2 separate regions of the Mus musculus genome follow, and region 1 is linked to region 2. A link is a contact called in public promoter capture Hi-C data. All regions are on one chromosome and are shown on one strand. The core of a region is the stretch at or near the end of the contact, and the rest is flanking DNA. Distances in the headings are between cores, read along the strand shown. Region 1 holds the start of Arrb2 (arrestin, beta 2). Region 2 holds the start of Chd3 (chromodomain helicase DNA binding protein 3).

Region 1 (6,693 bases), core at 3,250-5,749, 1.1 Mb after region 2:
CCTTCCTTCCTTCCTTCCTTCCTTCCTTTCTCCCTTCCTTCCTTTCTCCCCCCCCCCTCTCTTTCTATGTATATGAGTGCTCTGGTTTTCATGCACACCAGAAGAGGGAATCAGATTCCATTACAGATGACTGTGAGCCACCATGAGTTACTGGGAACTGAACCTCTGGAAGAGCAGCCAGTGCTCTTAACCACTGAGCCATCTCTCCTGCCCCATAACATTTTCACTGCTACTTCATAACTTTTGTTTTGCTATTGTTATGAGTCATAATGTAAATATCTGATATTTAATATATCTGATATATGACTGCTGTGAAAGGGTTGTTTGACCCCCAAACAGGTTGGGACCCACAGATTGAAAACCACCAATATTGAGTGAAATAAGCCAGACGCAGGAAGACAAATATATTTTTTCTCATAGTCAGTGTATGTATTATATATGTGTATGTGTATGTATGTATGTACATATATATGTATGTGAATATGTGCATGTGTGTATGTGTGAGTGTATGTATGTGTGAATGCATGTGTATGTATTTAATGACATGGAAGTAAAGGGAAAACTGTATGTTGAAAGACATGTAAAGGGAGGGGAGAGTGGGGGAAAGAGGATGATAGGAAGAAAGACAAATATTGCAGATTGTCTCCCATATGCAGTATCTAGACTTAACAATATGGATATATAAACTATGAAACCAGGAGGCAGAGTATGGGGAGGGGGAGGGGCCCAGAGGGACGAGGAACAGAAGGACAAGGGGGAGTGCTGAACAGTGAAAGTACCAGAATGGAACAGCCTTTTCTTTCTGAATCTTATTAAGGATTATTCATTAAGGTTAAATTATTCATTTCATATGAAGTTAATTATTCATTAAGGTTAAATCTCTAGGAGTGAGGGTGTTCTAGTTAGAGGGCACAAACGCCCATGAAGCCTTCTCCAATCTCCTCGTGAGTCACCGGCTCAGGTTCTTTGGGAAGATTGCTGCTTCCTTCCAGGTTCATATCTAAGAGTACTGCTTTGTCCCCAAAGGCTGGGGATGAGGAAAGTCTCTCCCACCCAGAACATGAAAATCATGAGTGCCACAAAGCTGAAGAGCTGCTTACTCGTGACATTCCAAGAAACAGGTGGAGGGGACATGTCCACATGATTCCTCATCTACTAGGTCCCAGTGCGTGAATCCATCACAGTTCAACCTCAGGTCTGAGAGGTCCCGTTCATGCCATGGATCCCTGTCATGTTGTTTGTGATCAGGGCGCTTCAGAGAGTCACCATACCCTGCCATCATTCCCATGCAGTTTGTCCTAGTCTTCCATGTGCATATTATACTTCTTGGTGTCTTGGCCTGTTCTTCTGGGGCCCTAGGATACGGCCATGACAGCATGTCCTTGGTTATGTGGGACACTTTCCAGGCTGCCAGCGGCACCTCACCCTTTGCAGCCACCAGATTCTCATGGCTGCAGTCCAGGCCAAAGCCATCTTCACCTTCTCTGGAAAAACATGATTTTCTCTCATACCTTTAAAATTAAAGAATATAGTGAGGCAGTGGTGGTGCATACCTTTGATCCTAGCACTCTGAAAACAGCGGCAGGTAAATCTCTGAGTTCAAGGCCAGCCTGGTCTACAGGGTGAGTTCCAGGACAGTCAACAACAACAACAATATGGTGGTTAATCTCAGTTGTCAATTTGATGAGATCTACTCATCTGAGAAGTGATCTACAATCATATCTTCTATTGTCTGCCTATGCAAGAATAGTTGTATTAGGTTGATTGAGGTGTGAAGACTCTTCCACCATGGATGGCATCATTCCCTGAACTTTATTTTTTAAGTAGCACTTGTATTAATTGTGTGTTTGTGTAACAGGGGCCTTCAAGCCATGGCATTTGTGTGGCTGTGTGGCTGTCAGAGACCAACTTGTGTGTGAGGGTGGGGGTGGGGAATAGGGATTGGGTCTCTCCTTCCACCGTGTAAATCCTGGGGATTGAACGCAAGCAGGTCATTAGAGTTGACATTAAGTGCATTTACCCACTAAGCTATACAGATTTCATGCTGTACTGACCATTGTCTTTCTCCTTGCTGTAGACAAAAGCTCATTATTTTATTGATATTGTTGTTGATTATATTTTGTTGGTGTGTGTGTGTGTTTGAGACAAAGTCTCAATTAGCCCAAACTAATTCAAACTTGATATGTGGCTGAGTATGACCTTGGCTTTTTGATCCCCCACTCACCACCACACCCAGTTTTGCCAGAGATCCAATATGAGGTTTTTGTTTTTATTTTTAATTTTATGTGCACTGGTGTTTCCCCTGCGTGTGTGTCTGGGTGAGGGTGTCAGATGTTGGAGTTACAGACAGCTGTGAGCTGTGGGTACTAGGAATTGAATCCGGCTCCTCTGGAAGAGTATTCAGTGCTCTTAATCACTGAGCCATCTCTCTAGCTTCCCACAAGGGTTTTATGATTGCTAGGCGAGCACCCTGACAACTAAACTACGACCCTTGCCCCCAAATTCCACTTTAGCTATAGACTGCCTTACCTCTGAACATGATCTTTAGCAAGGGTCAAATCTGAATAAATTCATGAGTCAAAAAGCTTACTGTTAAGAACTCGAGTACATTTAAGCTGACTGTGTTGCTTCAGGAGGCAGAGGCAGGGGGACCCCTGTGAGTTCCAGGCCACCCAGGGCTATAGAGTGAGACCTTGTCTCAAAGAATCATATTGGGGCTGAAGAGATGGCTCAGTGGTTAAGAGCACTTTTTGTTCTCACAGAGGATCTGGGTTCACTTTCTAGCACCCACGTGGAGGTTTATAACTGCCTGTAACTCTAGTTCCAGGGGATCTGATACCTCCATAGGCACTGTGCACACAAATGGTGATGACCATGCTTACATGCAGGCTAGCACTCAGACACATAAAGTGTAACACATTGTAACAATGAAAGAGCAGACTTAAAATGTGACAATAGAACGGGGGAGGGGTAAGCAGGTGTTAAACAAGGTCTATGTTTAAAAATTAAAGATGATCTGAGATTTTTTTTTCTCGTGTACATTGTTTTTCAAATGGAGAAAAGTGGAGAGAGAGGCATGAAGGTATTCCACTGAGGGGAAATGGGTAAGAGTAGAAGGAAGAGACCGAAGAGGAGAAAAACCTGTCTCTGTCAGTCACCCTTTTCACCCTCTGCCAAACCCAGTCAATGTTGCCCCAGCAACGAACCTCTAATATGGCCCCTCTGTTCCCCCTCCACTCCCTGTTCATCGTTTTCCCTTGACTAGCTTATCTTCTAGCGGTCTTGCTATGCTCTGTGTTACCGGAAAAGAGAAATCCCATCTCGACATTCCTCTGGTGAAAAACAAAATCCAATCAAATCATTGCTGGGCTGCGATTAAAGACAGAGCTTAGTGGTGAGTCCTTACCAAGCATGCGTGAGGCCTTAGCAGAAAATTACATTACATTAAATTAGATAAACACTACAGATCCTCAGGCTCTTTCTTTCACCTGCTATACAAAGCCTTCCGCAGTCTCTTCCTTCCACAGTCTGCAGCTCTCTGCCTCCTGCCATCTAACCCACAAGCACTCGTCTATAAAGAATGTCCTTTCCCCACTTCTGCCCATCCTTCAGAATGTCTGTCCTCAAATTTCCCATCCAATGGAGTGAGTGACTGCACTCCCTCCTCCCCCACGCTGGCCAAGCAAAGGCTTTTGGGCTTTTAGTTGCTTGATGTTCTGAGTCATACCTCTATTATAGCATTCCTGGGAGCATAATATAATACCTGTTCCTATGTCTCAAAGATCCCAGGAAAGTTAGGCCATGATAATTCATGTTTGGTCCCGATGGCTTGGCACAATGACTAACACGAAATGGAGAGGGAGGGAAGGATGAAGAAAATAAGAGATGGATGGAGTGGGTGAATGATAGCTAGGATAGACAGTCGAGATGACAAGGTCTGAAAAATGTTTTAATGTTTGACCCTGCACAAAAAAAAAAAAAAAAAAAAAAAAAAAAAAAAAAATCAAAGACGATACACCAGGGGGAGCTGAAGACCACAAGAACGCGGGAAAGGCAGGCCAAACGAGGCTGCAAGCTCAGGGATGAGCAGCGCGTCCCAAAGCAAGCATCATCACGCAACTGATACGGTGCATCCACGTGGGCAGCCCTTGGCCCTCAGAACTAGACAGCACTTGAGCTCATTCCCACCGCCCCCTCGATCCCGTCCCTCCTCCACTACAGTGAAAGCAAACAAAGGGGAGGTATCCCTGCAGGGCTACGGATACCAACGGCCAATCAGCTGCTTCTAATCTCCTCGAAGGCGGCCGCCTGCTTTTAAAGGGGCCCAATCTAGTTCTAAAAGCTTGAGGAGGGGCGGGGAGATCGGGAGTAGGGACGGCGCGGGGAGGCTTCCCCGAGGGAAACGGAGGGCGGAGGCGTGGGGCGGAGCCAGCTCGAGGAGGGCGGGCTGCGCCGCGGCGCGCGGGATCCGGCTGACGCAGCTGGCCCCGGCTCCCCGAGACCCAGACCGCGAGGGGAGGGGAAGGAGGAGAAAGAGTGAGGACGCGCGTGCGCAGTGGCGCGGGGAGGAGCGGGGACCTGGCAGCAGGCGAGGAGGCTGCGAGCGAGCCGCGAACCCGGCGGGCGGAGGGCGGCGAGCGCGCGCGCACCATGGGAGAAAAACCCGGGACCAGGTAAGGGAGGTGGGGCCGTGCCGCGGGGCATGGGCGGCTGCTCGTGGGGTGTGCCAGGTTGATCCACAGACAAGGACACCGGGGAAGAAACCCCGGGGCCGGACGCCTGGGTCCCTAGAGGGTAGCGGTCCGGGGCCGCAAGCCTTGGTCCTTGAGATATTGGAGTGGAGCGTGCGTGCTAGGGCTCCTGCAAAAAGCAAGACCTGATGGGGATCGGGAAACCCACGCCTGGGTTCTCGCAGAGATGTAGGAGTCGGACTACTGGGTTCTCTGTGCAGGCTGTGATGCAAGGGCGGAGGAAGGAGGAGCAGGTGGCCGGCCCCGAGGGGTTGTGTGCTGGGAGACTGGATGCTGGGAAGGGATTCCCCTAGACTCGTGCCCAACCAATGGAAAGCCTCCTGCCCAATACCCCACAGTCTGATTGCTCCCACCTGTCCCAAGGGCCCGATAGCTCTGCTACCAAACTTCTGCCTTCTAGGTTGCTAGGAGCAACAGCTTCTTCTTGAGAGAGAAGAGTGTGTAGGGACCCTCGCTGAAATTGGACTGTATTCCTCTCCTGGGGGTGGAGGGGAGAGGTAGTATCTCCCCTGGACACACATCCTCTCCCCGGATGTTCTCTGTGCAATCGAAGCTCCTTCCTTCCACTGATACCAGAGTTCTCTTTTTTGGTCTATAGCAAAATCCACTTCCTGTTGTGACCCAACACCCCCAAGAGGACATGGGGTGAATGCTTGAGTTCCAAAGGAGCAAGAGCTAAAGAATAGGTAGGGGCTATGTGCCTCAAGCCGGAGAGGACCAAGAATAAGGGCCTGATTATGAGCAGTGACTTCTGCAAAACATGGGATCAACCCCACCACTCCCACTGCCCTTAGAGTATGAGAAAGTAGGCATCTCAGCATTAAGAAGACCAATATCTGAGAGAGATGTCCACAGGGAAGACTGACCTCCTGGATTTGAGGTTAAACACCCCAGAGAAAGGGGAAGTCACTTACTTGGGGGGAGGCCCCCAAATTTCCGTTGTGTACTTCAGGGAGGGGGTAGATGGTCCAGAGAAAGACTGCTGACTTGGCATAATTCCCTACCATCTCATCAAATTCTGGGCCACAGGAAATGGAGAGAATGGCAGGAAGTGCTAAGAGGCATCTGCTTTAGCTGCACCCCCCCCCCCAAGCTGGGTACCTCCCTGGTCATTCCCTTACTCTGCCTCCTTGGCCAGCCTCAGTATGTGCCCACTGCCCGCTCCCTAACCAGGCAAGAGGTGGCTGGGGAAGATGTAGAGAGCAGATGCTCTGTAGTTACCCCAGGGCAATTGCCTGAGACACACTGGTTATGGCTGTCACAGGCTCTGTCAGGGCTCCCATTGGGGGAAAATACAGGGCAGGAAGAAACCAGAGGTAGAAGAGCTAGCCAGCCTAGGTGATGTCTGAGCTGTCAGCCCTAATTGGGACAGAAATTAGAGTGATTGTTCTAACTGCCACCATGTCCCAATGTGCCTTATTACTTGGGGATACGTAGGGGCGCCCTATGTATATGCCATATGACCCTAAGTATGACCCTGTGATGTATGGACAGCTTGGCTTTTGGGGAGGAAGAGACAAGTGGTTTTCTGAGCAGACATTTACATGGTGCTTGAAGGGAGGATGGAACACGGGGCATTATTCAGTGTGTTACCTGGGGTCCTTTCCCAGGAATTGCCCCTGGGGCAGCATGCCTCACAGGGGGCAGAATGACACTTGGAAGAATAAGCCACCGAGTAGCCAGAGCCCTGGGGTCACTAGACAGTTTCCTACTAATGCTCCCAGCAGCGGGTGGAGTCTAGGCTTAGGTTGTTGCAGTACCCGTGTAAAAAAATCCCCTTTGACTTGACAAACTGTGACAGGCAAGCGCCGCCACTATGTAGTGGTTGAGAACAGGGTCTTGAAGCCAAGGTACCTTCCTTAAGTTTATATCCGAGTCCCACCCTGTACATTCTCTGTGACCTTTGACAGAATTCTTGTTCGATGTAAAACAGGGATGTTTC
Region 2 (6,910 bases), core at 1,989-4,488:
CCGATCCAGGGCTGTAATAGGAAGTCAGACGTCAGGCCCAGCAGCTGGCTCCCCTTAACTCTAGGGACTTGGGTTAACACGAACATGGAAACGACGACCGCGGGGCAAGTGGCAAGGGCAGGCCAGGCTATGCCAACTGGCTAAGGATCAGGGAAGTGGGCCGCCTGGGTCACCCTGGGTGTGTGGGGCGAGGAAGCCCGTGAACTCTACTTCCCACCCAGCCCGGCAGGAGGTTCTCAGTTTTAGGCCGACGTCGGTGGCCAGCAGAGGGAAAGAATGGCGAGGAGAGGCAAGGAAGGGTAATAAAGCAAATCTAAGCCCCAACCTCTGTCTCAGCAGCCTCTCAAAGCTGGCCGCGAGCCCAGACTCTCCCACTTCCCGGCTCAGATCTCGGGAAGGTGGGGAGGGCGAGGGCGGAGTCTGGCAGTAGGGCTGTGGGAGGAGCCTGGGCAAGAGCCTTGCTCCCGCCCCTCTCTCCTAATCTCGCCATCAATCTCTCACACTTATATTTATTTTTTTCTCAAATTCCCCTCCCTCCCCCACAACGAACCTCCATAATAGGTCTACTGCACATGCGTACTGAATGCAGGAGGTGGGTTTGTATTTTCAGACCTTTTGCAAAGAAACTACCAGAATTTTCCGCACCACCCACAATCATTTCCCCACCCCCATCCCCACCCCCCAAGGAATCACATCTATATATTATGTTATATTATTTCTCTAGACTTGCCAGAAGGGGGAGGGAGAAGAAATGAGGTTTTTTTCTTTAGCTTCCTGCTCCCTTCCCCCACCAACACGAATGCTATTATTTTAAACGTTCAACAATGTAAGGAGACTGGCGCGATGGGGGAAGGGATAAAAATTGGTCTTGGGTAAGAATGTAAAACAAAAATGGTGAGAATCAAAGCAGTCGCACTGAAAAACAATGGAAGGCTCTCACGAGTACAAATTCATATTCCAGAAAGAGACGAGGGCGGGCAGCCTGAACAGAGCTCCTTAAGAGGAGACTTATTTTTCCCCACACTGAGGTAGACGGATAATGAGTACGCTAAAAATATTTTCCGAAAGTTTTACCTCAGAAAGTCATCTGAGGGGGTGTATCTGGGTCATTTTGACTTGGAGGGCTGGAAGGGGGATGAAATTGCCCAGGGAGACAGAGGAGGTGAGATTTCATTTCAAACATAAAAATTCAAAAGCTTTTGACGCTTCTCAAGGATTCAAAAGCAAGGGGGGAGGGAGGACGCCACACAAAGACCCATCTCGACCTTAGGCTCGTTCATTCTCCTCTCTTACAGGCATCCAGTGCCGGGGATCAAAACCAGATCCGGAGTTCAGAACAGTTAGGCGAGAGTTACCGACGCCCTAACTCACCTGACAAGCCCCTCTCCCCTCTTTTTCACACCTTGCCGCAGGCAGCCCTGCGGGCAGCCCTCTCTCTCCTCAGGATCTTTAATTCTTCCCCCACTCCAAGGGAATCCTGAGGGCTCGCTGGAATAACTTTTTTCTAAACTTTTCCTCTTTTACAGGTAAACCTGACGAGGTTAGGGGTGAGGCTTTACCCAATACGCATTAAACACATTATTTTTAACACCCCCCACCCCCGGAAAAGCTGTCTCAACACGTGCGACAAAAAGTCACAGTGGTCAGTAAGACAGTTTTACAAATAACGTTTTAAAGTTTGGTGTGTGTGTGCTGCTCTGCCGCCAGAGACTTGGGGGTGTGGATGTCCCCAATCAGAGGTTGGCGACACCTATCCTAAAGAAGCTAGAAATCACTCTCCACTTGGAGGGTGGTCTGAGAGTTGCGCCACTGATCCAGAGAAGGGTCTGTCCCAAGCACAGCTGGACGTCCTACGCCAGTGGCAGGTGACTTGTCATCTCGGAGAAGGGTGCTGAGTGATGATGGTCAGGACAGAGCAGCTGGGTGGGCAGTTCACGCCCCCCAACGTGGTCAGGGTGTGTGGGTGGTTTCATCAAGAGAGTGACAGTGAATGGCAGCCACGTGAGAGTCACAGCTGGGCAGTTCGGCCACCCCAGACTGACGGGGTCACGAGGGGGGGATGGGGGCTGCACTTGACACAAAAGAGCCCGGGGCAGAGATGACGAGGGTGGGGCCGGGGGCATCTGGCTCCCCAGACATTCTCCTGTCTCTCTTCAAATCTGAGGTGACCCGAGACCTCGGCGGCCAGCTAGGGGGGAGTGGACGGTATGTCCAAGTCTTACTCCAGGAAGTGGTCTGCGTGGAGTGTGGCCACCACCTGCCTCTGGTCATCAGCCGCTACAAACATTCGCACGCCCCCTCCCACGCGTGCCACCGCACACCCCTAAGTTGGCGGGCACCGAAGTCCCTGCAGGTGGAGGGGCTGGTCCGCGGGCCACTGTCCCACCTCTGCTTGCCCAAGTCCCCAGCGGAGGGCGTCGGGTGGCAGTCAGCTCCACACCCCGAACCCACTCGGCTTCAGTCCGACCCCACCGGGGCCCGGCCCAAGGGGCGCTCACGCGGCCGCCCCTCCCCCACGCGCCCCTCCCCCCACGCCGCCGTCCGGTCGCCGGGGTCTCCGCGGTCCCTCGCTCGGCCTGGGAGGGGGGCCCTGGCTTCGCTACGGCCGTTTCCTGCCTACCCCCTCCCCGCCGAGGGTGAAAAAAATAAATCTCCTCCCCCGAAAGCCGCGACCAAGTGGCCCGGTCCGCGCGCGCAGCTCGCTCCCTGCGCTCTCCAGCCCGGGCGCGGCGGCGGCGGCGGCGGCGGCGGTGGCGGCGGCCGCGGTAGCGGCGGAGGAGGGGTGCGGCGGGGGAGGGGAGGAGGCCTGGCCCCAAGGCCGCCGCCGCCCGGACTGCCGGGCCCGTCTAGACCCGCCAGGCGCCCGGGACTCTCCTCGGCTCGGCCGAACCGTAGGTGCCGGGCCCCGCGGCTCCGCTCGGGCCCCGGGGAGTCGGACGGACGCTTACCTGGTGGCGGGGGCGGCGGCAGCGGCGGCGGCGGCGGCGGGAAGAGGTGGCAGCTGGGGGGGCTGTGGCGGTCGCGGCTCCGGTCGTGGCCCGGCCCGCGCCCGAGTACTCCCTCTTCGTCCTCCTCCTCATCGTCCTCGTCGGCCGCCTCCACCTCCTCCTCCTCCTCGTCGCCCTCTTCTTCCTCCTCTTCTTCCTCCTCCGACACCACCATCTCCTCCTCCTCCTCCTCCTCGTCCCTCAGAGGGGAAGCCATCCTGTGGCTCTGGCCCCCCCACCACCCCCCCACCCACCGCCCGCCCGCCTCCCCCACCGCTACCACCACCACCTCCTCCTCCTCCTCCTCCTCCTCCTCCTCCTCCTCGGCGGCGGCGTCCTCCTCCTCCTCCTCCTCACCGCCTCCCCCAGCCCCCCAAACCCCCGGGCCACCCCCCTCCAGAACACCCACCCCCGGGGCCGGCGTCTGAGGAGGGGGGCCGCACCACCCCCAAAAATGTTCTTGGAAAAATTTAAGGACTTTTTCCCCCTTCTGTCTTTCCTCCCAAGAGAACAAGAAAGGGAGATCGTTTAAAAAAAAAAAATTATATATATGTATATAAAAGTTTTCGACTTCTCTCTACCCCCCTCGGTTGCTTTAAATATATTTAAATTCTGAGGGGGGCGCTCAGAAATATTTCTCAGAGCTGAGGCACTAAGATGGCCGCCTTGAAATTATTTTTAAAACAACCCCCCCTCCAGCACTGCCACCCCCCTCTATAAAGAAAGAGAGAGGGGGGTAAAATCCCCTTTTAAAACAAAATGGCTGGCTTAATATTTCATTTTTCATACACCCCCATTCTCCCTGTTACATCCAATCTCCAAGCTTCTACTCAGAAACCCACAAATTTCTCCCTTTTTTCATAACTGATTAGTGCACAGATTAATACATTTTCCTTGTGTATTGAGAGAGAGAGAGAGAGAGAGAGAGAGAGAGAGTGTGTGTGTGTGTGTGTGTGTGTGTGTGTGTTGGGGGGCATGAAGGATTTCTGCATAAAACAAAAATGGCTGCTGTGACTTAACTCCCCCCCTTATAAAAATATTTGGGGGGGTATTAATCAGTACTCATGCTCAGTCTGACATCAGCATAAATTGTTAAAGGTTAACTAGTTAGATACTAGTCCAACTAGATTGAATTTTTCTTTTCTTTACTAGTCTTCTTCCTCCCCCCACCTCCCTTCTCTAAAGAAAAGCTTTTTTTTTTTTTTTCTGAATACTTCAGAAGGGAGTGGTTTGATGTGAAGGTTTTTTTTTTTTTTCCTTCAGGCATTGAAAAGGAAAAAGATGAAATATATGTTTATATATAACTCTCTACATACCTCATTGAAGTCAAAATGCATTTAATTGTGTACGTAGCTTTTAAATGAGAAATGGTACTGGCTTTTTTTTTTTTTCTCCTTAAAAAAAAAGTGACAGAAATCCTAGTGACTTTGGGGGGAGAGATATGAATAGATGATTGAGTTTTTTTTCCAAGGAGTCCATGTTTGATTCTCTCCTTTGCCCAGCCCTCAGTGTTCTGTGAATGTTGTCAATTTTATCTCTACTCTTTCCCTTCCTCTCCTCCAGTGGCTTGCTTGTAAAATCGTCTGACTTGAGAAATTAATTTGGTGGTGACTAGGTCAGATTTTTAGGAGAAAGAGGAGAGGGTCGGATCTGAAGATTGTGAAATTCTTTTCTCCTGTGTCATCGAACGCCTCTTCCTCCATGACCTTCGACACTGATAAAGTAGAAGAAACTGAGGCACGGGGAGAGGAAAGCAACTGAGAAGAGAGGAACGAGGTAGGGCGAACACTCAGGCCTTTTCACTGAACCGGCTGACCTGTCCTTTCAGACTGGATCCCAGTGTTTATCTTAAAGTTGTAGCAGGGATCAGATGAGCAGCTGAGCTGGAGCCCAGAAGTAAGTTTTTCCTACAGAGAATTGACAGAGCCGGCTCTACTGGAATAAAACTTGCCAAGAAGCCAAGCAAGAAGGGCAGATAGCCTGGCTCCACCTTCTTTTTTGTTCTTGGCTCTTTTCTTCCCTCCAGTTTCCTCCCATTCTTTTGATCTGTCTTTGTTGCTCCCCATCCATGGCCTGGGGAAACCATTTCTCCACTGCCCCCTGAGGCTCCCAGCATTCATGGGGACCCTGAGGGGAAGGTGGGCAACAGCCAGGGAAGGACTTGTAACAAAGGAATAGTCTCCAGAATATTGTTTACAATGCTAAGATGTTTCTTCTTGATGGTCCAGTCCCCCACCCCACCCCCACTACACTTTAGTTGGTTAAGCATTGGTTTCTGTCTGTCTGTCTTTCTTTTTAACTGTGGAATTATCTTGCCTATGCACCCATATTATTTGGTTCTGTCCTCTCTCGATTTCACTGCCAGTCTGGATGGGTACCCCCTCTTTCTATGTGTGGGCTCCTCTGTAAGTGCACTCAACCCCTCCGTGACACTTTTGCTGACACCTTTGACCCCAAGGGCCTCATCATTTCTAAGTGACGGACATCTCTGTCCTCTGTTCACTTTCTCCCTTCCCGTCTGTGAATACGGATGGCTCTTCTTGAGTGTGCCTGGCTCCCCCTCTTCCTGGCCCGAGGATGCGAACGTGCATCATCCTGACACTAAGAGTGTCTCCACTTGTGTGCGCGCCACATTGCACAGCATGTGGCAACAGTCTCTTGTGTCCTCTCCTGTGCCAGGCACCTCTGCCTGCCGGCCACACGTGTCACAGTCTGCAGGTGTAGGTGGCTGATGGTGGTCGGTCGCCTCCCTGTGCAGGCCTGTAATCCTTGTCTCTAACAGAGCACCTGTTAATCTGCCCAGCTCCCTCTCCCACACTTTCCATCTCCCCCCACACCGCCCCCAGCCTGTCTGCATCTGCTCCCGCTTTTCCTGTGACCTCTTGATGTGTCTTCTCACCTCGCTCCTGCCTGCCTCTCTACCTGCTTGCTTCTGTTATGATGCCTGCCTGCCTGTCTGCTCCTCCCTCACTGGCTGGCAGCTTTTTTCTCTCTCTGGTTGTCTGTCTGCTTCTCTGGCTGTTTGCCCACCACTCTCTCTCCCTAGCCATCTGTCTCCCCGCCTGCCTGTCTCTGTCACTTTTATAGCCTGAACCTCTTGGTTTGTCTACCTTCCAGGACTTGCCACAGTTTCCCATCATGGTTGGCCTCTCATCTTGACCCTGTACTTGTTTCCGTTCCGCGTGTCTCCGCTGACTTCCTTGGCTTTCTTTGACTTCTTTTAGCTGTGTCCTCTCACTGCCTGTCTTGTCTGCTGCTCTCCGGCTGTTCAGTTTGTATCTTTTTACTCTACTTATCAGCTGTTTCTCCTAGGGCTTCCAAGGGTCGTGCTGACAACGCACCAATGGGCTTAGTTCCTCTCCCCAGGCCCTTCAGCGGGTCCCTCGCCTTGATGCCTTGACATCTCAGCTGCAGTTGTACTGTACCCCTTACCACGCCTCCTTTTTAATCTCTCTTCCTTGCTGCCTTCACAGGCAGTCTGCCTGCCTCTGTCTTTTTGCTAGTTTCCTAGTATCTATTTTCCTGGCTTTTTGCTGTCTGCTTAGCAGGTTCTGGCTGTCCACATCTCTGCTTGCTTTTCTTTCTTCTTGTTTGTTTTAGGTACTTTTCCCCCCAGTCAACTTTCGAATAGATATAAACATGCTATGAAATTCTCAAAGTATGAAACCTAAAGCTAGTGTGACACAGCTAACTAATTAGGAGCATTGGTGTCCTTCCAGAGGACCCAGGTTTGATTACCAGTACTGATGTGGTAGCTGACAACCATCTGTAACTCCAGTTCCAAGGATACAACGCCCTCTTCTGGTGTCTGTGGGTATTGCATGAATGATATAACACTGAGGCAAAATACCCATACACATAAAAAATAAAGGGGCTGAAGAGATGGGTCAGCAGTCAACTGCACTGTTGTTCTGGGGTTTGAT

The links. Promoter capture Hi-C pulls out the DNA fragments that hold promoters and counts their contacts.
Region 1: a contact with region 2 is called in a promoter capture Hi-C map of liver, with 2.7 times the contacts expected there. The contact joins the promoter of Arrb2 here to the promoter of Chd3 in region 2. A contact is called at or near these places in 2 of 39 promoter capture datasets (both in liver) and 1 of 115 datasets of contacts at active chromatin or transcription factors (pancreatic cancer cells).

Annotation. Positions count from the first base shown.
Region 1 is chr11:70,428,081-70,434,773 of GRCm38.p6, forward strand. Arrb2 (arrestin, beta 2) reads left to right here and starts at 4,500. Exons shown (of 15, transcript NM_145429.5): 1 at 4,500-4,673. The coding sequence starts at 4,651. It also overlaps the pseudogene Gm12314.
Region 2 is chr11:69,366,188-69,373,097 of GRCm38.p6, forward strand. Chd3 (chromodomain helicase DNA binding protein 3) reads right to left here and starts at 3,239. Exons shown (of 40, transcript NM_146019.4): 1 at 2,949-3,239. The coding sequence starts at 3,204. Gm32483 (a long non-coding RNA gene) reads left to right here and starts at 2,803. Exons shown (of 2, transcript XR_003949707.1): 1 at 2,803-2,891; 2 at 4,551-6,910.